Linked DNA regions of Triticum aestivum: region 2 is linked to region 1. Evidence: chromatin contacts called from public Hi-C data. All regions are on one chromosome and are shown on one strand. Each heading gives the region's core, a stretch centred on a gene start, on an enhancer-like site or on the middle of the called end of the contact. The rest is flanking DNA. Distances are from core to core; before and after follow the strand shown.

What was found. A called contact is a pair of places that touch in the nucleus more often than the background predicts.
Region 2: a Hi-C map of leaf shows a contact between it and region 1, with 4 times the contacts expected there. The contact joins the promoter of LOC123170590 here to the promoter of LOC123182282 in region 1. A contact is called at or near these places in 2 of 5 Hi-C or Micro-C datasets (both in leaf).

The regions. Positions count from the first base shown.
Region 1 is chr1D:387,009,491-387,012,720 of IWGSC CS RefSeq v2.1, reverse strand. It overlaps LOC123182282 (protein CANDIDATE G-PROTEIN COUPLED RECEPTOR 7), which reads right to left and starts at 1,550. Exons shown (of 1, transcript XM_044594798.1): 1 at 1-1,550. The coding sequence starts at 1,469. The coding sequence ends at 96.
Region 2 is chr1D:387,229,818-387,233,047 of IWGSC CS RefSeq v2.1, reverse strand. It overlaps LOC123170590, which reads left to right and starts at 1,548. Exons shown (of 2, transcript XM_044588440.1): 1 at 1,548-1,861; 2 at 1,968-3,230. The coding sequence starts at 2,326. The coding sequence ends at 3,174. It also overlaps the pseudogene LOC123159448.

The sequences.
Region 1 (3,230 bases), core at 301-2,800:
TCAAGAGGGGAGATCAGATCAGATAAACAGGTTACCAAGAGAGCAATCAAGGCGCAATTGCAGCTCACGGCATTGTTGCGGAAAATTACAAATGTTCAGAGCTCGAATTCCTCTTCCCGGAGCACCATCTCCGCGGCCTCCTCATCGTCGTCGTCCAGAGAGAAGTACTTGCTCCTCTCGGCCGGCCTGAATGTGTAGAACATGTACATGTAGAACGCCATTGATGCCACTTCCTCGGCCAGGATGCTCACCCACCGGTACTGGTAACTGGCAATAGTCCTGAGCGCAAACACCACGATCCTGGTGAAGTACAGGTACCCAATCACCACGGTGTAGAACTGCCGGAACAGAGTGAGCTTGGACAGATTCCGCGCCGCCTTGCCGTCGGTCTTGGACGTCTCCCGGAGCGACCGCATGGACCAGACGACCGGGAAGAGCACGGCGCAGCAGCAGGCGACGTCGACGAACAGCAAGATCTGGTTCCATGTCACCCAGCTCTGCATGAACGGCCCGGTCTCCCCGATGACCGCGTCGGCGATGTTGGCCATGACCTGCAGCGGGATCACCACCATGAGCACCTTCTTCTCCCGGTCCTGCAGGAAGGGCCTCAGGAAGGACCAGCCCGTGCCGACCAGCACGATGACCGCGAAGAGGATGACGCCCTTGATGAGCTGGAAGAGGTAGAAGGCCACGTCCCAGCCGTGCGGCGTGCCGGTGACGCGGATGTAGTGCTGGTCCTCGGCGGCCGAGAGGCAGTAGAGCAGGCGCGCCACGAGGAGCGCGGACATGAGGTGGTGGATTTGGTTGGCCGCCACGCGGTCGCGGGAGAGCGTGAGGTAGGCCCAGCCGGCGAGGAACGCGGCGTAGCCGAAGGCGAAGAAGCCGTAGATGGCCGGGACGGGCGCCTGGCCGACGGGGAGGTAGTCCTTGGAGCCGTCCGGGTTGGCGTTGTACATCTCGGTGCGGACGTTCATGGAGACGAGCGACTCCGGCGCGCAGTTCGCGAAGTAGAGGCTGTACTCGTCGGGGTGGGTGACCGGGAAGGACTTGTTGTAGTGCCCGCCCTCCATGTCGTGGAAGGTGAAGAGCTTCTTGACGTAGGGGCTGGAGAGGACGCAGCCGGACAGGTCGGGCTCGTCGGCGCCGGTTGGGTCGTCCGGCTCCGCGCGCTTCTCCGCCGGCGGCCGCGACTCGGAGGCGGCCTGCAGGAGGGACTCGTCGGCGAGGAGGAAGAAGCCGATCTGCTTGGGGTCCGCCCGCGCGAAGGAGGAGGAGACGGCGGCGCCGGAGAGGATGATGCGGACGGCCCCGGTCTTGGAGAAGCCGAACTTCTCGAACAGGATGGTGTGGCGCGGGTCCTCCCGGAAGGACTCCGCCCGGATCTCCGCCGCGGCGGGGGAGGCGAGGAGGAGGACCCCCGCGGCGGCGAGGAGCAGCAGCAGGAGGTGGCGAGCTCCGGCGTCGGCCATGGCGAGATCTGTGGCCTGTGGGGGGCGGAATGCGTGGGAGTGTGTCGGTGTGCGCGTGGGCGGTGGGTGGAGCGGGGCAGCGGAGCACGGCCGTCTTATGTGGCGGAAGCGCGGGGGTTGGATGTGCCTCGCGATTGGTGAGAGTTCGGTAGGAGGTTGACTTGGGCAGTCGTAGCCGACGGTGCGATGGGAAAGTTTTTTTACACTTCGGGGTCACACTGAGGACGACTGAACGGCTTGTGTAGCATTATGAGAATTTGAGATCCACTAAGTGCCATTTTTTTTGAGTGCCCAGAACTCATTTAGATGAGATATAATTTGGTCTCATTCATCTTGAAAACAAAAACAGATACAACCCACGTCAGCACACGCATCTTATAGCATCACATCCAATGGCTATAAAAGATGAACGAGACCAAACTATATCTCATCTAGATGAGTTCTAGCAAAACTGTTTCTTTTTACATCCACCTATTCTTGTAGTACTACCTTCGTATGGTTTTTTTTGACTGGGCCTTCGTATGAGTTTACTGGCCCCTTTCATATTTTATGCCAAATTTTGACCACAAATTTGACAATGAAATAAAATCGTATGTCCCAAAAGTTATTTTGTTGGATTCATATTTGGAAGTCGATGCTACTATTTTTGTGGTATAGAACTTAATTTTTTGATAGTTAAGTCAAAGGTTAAAGTTTAACCCAAAATGCAAGAGGGACTAATAGAGGTAGTATGAATCATCACTTTAAGAAATCCTTTCTCGCCTGCCCATACTCTCCCACATGGCTTTGATTCAACACAACTGGGTGGTTCTAAGTTTTGTACCCCGTTTCACAGAGGTTTTGGAGTAAGTCGGCGAGATCAACGAAAAACAACCCCCGCTTCATCTACGCTAAAAGTACTACACGCTGCCACTCCGCTTCCTTTTTTAGGCTTTCTTTGGATTGAAGGATCTTTATAGGATTTTCACAGGATTGTGAACCTCAGGATTGTTTCCTACGGAATGCATTTGGATCACATGATTGCCTTCTCAAAATCCCTCAGGATTGGGTTTCGAAGGCGCCAATTCCTGAGGAATTTACACCTGAGGCCCGACCTCTTCGAAAGATTCCTGGCGCGAAAAGAGAGCGCTCGAGCAGCGTGCTCGCGCCAAAAAGCCATGCGTCTTCATGTGAAAACACCACATAGAGCTCTAAAAAAACACCTCGCACCGCTATGGAAGGAAATAAAAAAGGCACCGAAAGTGGCGGCGAGGTCGCGACTCCCGGAAGAAGAGGCGACAAGGTCAGATCCCCCGACAGAAGTGGCGGCGACTCGGTGACCGTCGGATACGCCGACCACCTCGCCCTCAGACCCCCCCTTCCTTGTCGAGTTCGACGGGATCAGCACCAGCCCCATCTTGGTTAGCCCGCATCACATAGTCCCTCCATCTCCTTCCCTTGCAATTATTTATAGATCGAGGGAGGGGGTGCCTGATATGGCGCGGGGGAGGCAGATCCTGCCGGAACTAGGCACCGGGTGTGGCGTTGGTGGTCGCCTGGCCGGCGAGGACTGTTGATGGCAGGGGCCCAACAGTAAATATCATGGTAGATTGAATAGCATGAAAGTATTATTCTGCTAATAGGAGATGAACACTAACCTTGTTGGTTTCTTCAGCAAGGGAAAGATGAAAGAATAGAGTCCAGACAACAAATGATATAAGCAATGTGGGCAAGGAAAGGAGCTATGCATTGCAGAGAACAAAGAAGCAAGCAGCAGGTTAT
Region 2 (3,230 bases), core at 299-2,798, 220 kb before region 1:
CCTTTACACATATACCCATGCATATGTAGTGTAGCTCCTTGCTTGCGAGTACTTTGGATGAGTACTCACGGTTGTTTTCTCCCCCTTTTCCCCCTTTCCTTTCTCTCTGGTTGTCGCAACCAGATGCCGGAGCCCAGGAGCCAGACGCCACCGTCGACGACGACTCCTACTACACCGGAGGTGCCTACTACTACGTTCAGGCCACTGACGACGACCAGGAGTAGTTTAGGAGGATCCCAGGCAGGAGGTCTGCGCCTCTTTCGATCTGTATCCCAGTTTGTGCTAGCCTTCTTAAGGCAGACTTGTTTAACTTATGTCTGTACTCAGATATTGTTGCTTCCACTGACTCGTCTTTGATCGAGCACTTGTATTCGAGCCCTCGAGGCCCCTAGCTTGTATTATGATGCTTGTATGACTTATTTATGTTTTAGAGTTGTGTTGTGATATCTTCCCGTGAATCCCTGATCTTGATCGTACACGTTTGCGTGCATGATTAGTGTACGATTGAATCGGGGGTGTCACAGTGGTGATGTCGAGGCGGAGGTAGTATGAGGCATCATCCTCGAACTCCAAGCCCATGGCATTGCCGCAGCCCAGGAAGCAGCGGAGCGCAACCTGCCCTGATTTTACATAAGGCGGGTCAAAAAATGGCGATGGTGGAGGAGCTACTGTGGGGAGGAGCTCGTCTAGAGGACTGGTGGCTAGAGTTGGCTCCGGCGAGAAGGTGGCCGGAGGTTTTTGGGTGGCTGGTGGTTGGCCCTCCTCCGGTGAGATGGAGGGGGGGGGAGCGGGAGCAGGAGCGGGAGCGGGAGCCATCCTCGTCCGTATGGATGGAAATATCGGGTTTGGGATAAGGTTACGTTGCCTGCTTTGATATTGTAGTGACACATGCTCACGCTGTCGCTGTGGTCTCACGTTTGGCTGCGTGCGACCCGGTCGTACTAGATTTTTTTTTCTGAAAGTTGTTGTTTTGGAAACTGAACGCTGACGTGGCATCTGATGTAGACAGTGTGAATGTAAAGAGAATTGCTAAAAGTAGGGGTCAACTTCTTAAGAATGTAAGATTTGCAGCAGATGCAATATAAAAGCAATCTGTACCTTCCCAGCAGGAATTAACTGTCCTTGCTTGAGGCAATGGTCCAACTAAAGGTCATGGCAGCCCCTCCCTTTGTTACCTTGGTGCACCAATCATTATCCTAAATATCATTCAGAAACTTACTTTAGCATATAATGTGCTACAAGTAAAAAAACTGAAACAGCAAATGCACCGTGAAAGAATTTTCCTCACATGGTTAACATTGTATGTTGATACAATCAGATGACTACACCCTGAATCCACCCCAACGAACTTGGATGTATACTGTCAATTTGATCACGCAAAAGAATAAGAGATTATACTAACTGAAACTGAACTGGAACTATTCAGTTTATTCAGAGGGGCAGAATAAATCACGATAGTTCGGGCAGGAAAGGGTCGAGGATCAGTGGCAAAACATAGACATCGGTTTATTCTCAAATTAATCAAACACATACAGGTTTACAGGTTCTCGTCTCTCTGCGTGACCACTGCCACGCTATCAATTAGAGCGCTACGAAAATAGAACTCGACGAGCATGTACAGAACTACTCCGAGACGGCAGCAGCAGCAGGCCTGCGCCGCCCCACCGACGACCAACCACAGCGCGGGTTCCGCGTTTCCGTCCTGATCAACGCGTTCTCGCTCGGCGACTCTCATTCTCACGATCCCCAACCAGTCGAAGGCGGCGGCGGCGGCGGCGCGCTGAGGTCTTGCAGCCGTGTTGCTTTCGGTCCCCGTCTCTATCTCTGATTCAACCACACGGCCGGCTCGGATTCTGCCGAGGTATGTGTTCCCCTCTTGTGTTCGGTTGCAAACAGAGTCGGTTTCTTAATTCGATTTGGATTAGTTAGGCAGACAGGGTCTATATAAATAGAACATGAACCTGCAGATTACGTCAAAGAAGCCCCCGTCAGATCGACTGCAGTCTGCACCTATTCCAGATCTGTTTTGCTGTGTTGCTCTACACCTCGATTGCGACCAAAATTTTGTCTTTAGTAGACAAACTCGGAGGAGCAGATCTTGGGAGGAGGGATGTCCAAGCGTCGGTAGGAGCAGGTAAGCTACAGGGACCGCGCAGACAAGAAGTTGCGGTCTGTGCAGAGGCAGAAGCATCTCTATCTGGCGCTAGATGACTGGACCAAGGGCTTGGCTATCTACAAGATTAACATCGACACCTTGGACAGCAGCTCCGACCTGGACTTGGAGCCCCCAGTTCTCCGGCTAGTGTCAGCTTCACTAATTATCCCATGTACTTCGCTGCCCTGGGCAGCAATATCTTCATGGCGAACAGCAAACACCCTGGCACCATGGTCTACAACACAGAGACAGCTGGATTGGCCATCGGCCCTCCTCTCCCTGATGGACTACTCGGAGGCATTAAAATCTTTGTGGCTACTGCCAACATGCAGTTGTATGTGTTAAAGTATAACATCAAGGAAATGCGACAGTCATTTGAGGTGCTGTCTGCGGTGGGCATCAAGGATCCACATCCTTCAAATCCAAGCATGGACTGGTGCTGGACAAGCGTGCCCTCACCACTGCCATTCACCAAGGATGACATGATCAACTCCTACCCCATGCACCCGGATGGACACACTATCTTCATGTCTGCTAGCAGCAGGCGCTATCTGCATCGCACCTTCTCCTTTGACACCAGGTACCAAGAGTGGAGGTGTCTTGGGGAATGGGCATTGCCTTTCCAAGGACAAGGCTACTTTGACAGTGAGCTGGATGCATGGGTTGGCCTTCACAAGGATGGGTACATTTGTTCCTGCCAAGTCGCTTCCTGCACCGACGAAGGTACCATGCAACCTGACTGGAAGATGGGCAAGGAGAAACTTTTCCTCAAGCACTCGGATGCCACCCTCACATACATGGGGAGCACCAGGTTTTGCCTTGTAGAGAGTTTGGTATGTGAAGAACTGGAGTTTGATGACGCCTTTGGTGACTGTAATGGCTTCATGCTCTGCATCACCATTTTTGGTGTCAAGTACAATCGTGAGGGAGAGCTGCAAACCACCATCCGCCGCACCACCAAATCCTATCAAGTGTCTAAGCATGTCTTGTCATTTTCTCCTGTGGCGTTCTGGTTTTAGCTAGGAATTAGCTGGCTTGGTTGTATGCAATGCATCTATGTCCTTCTCATGGATGT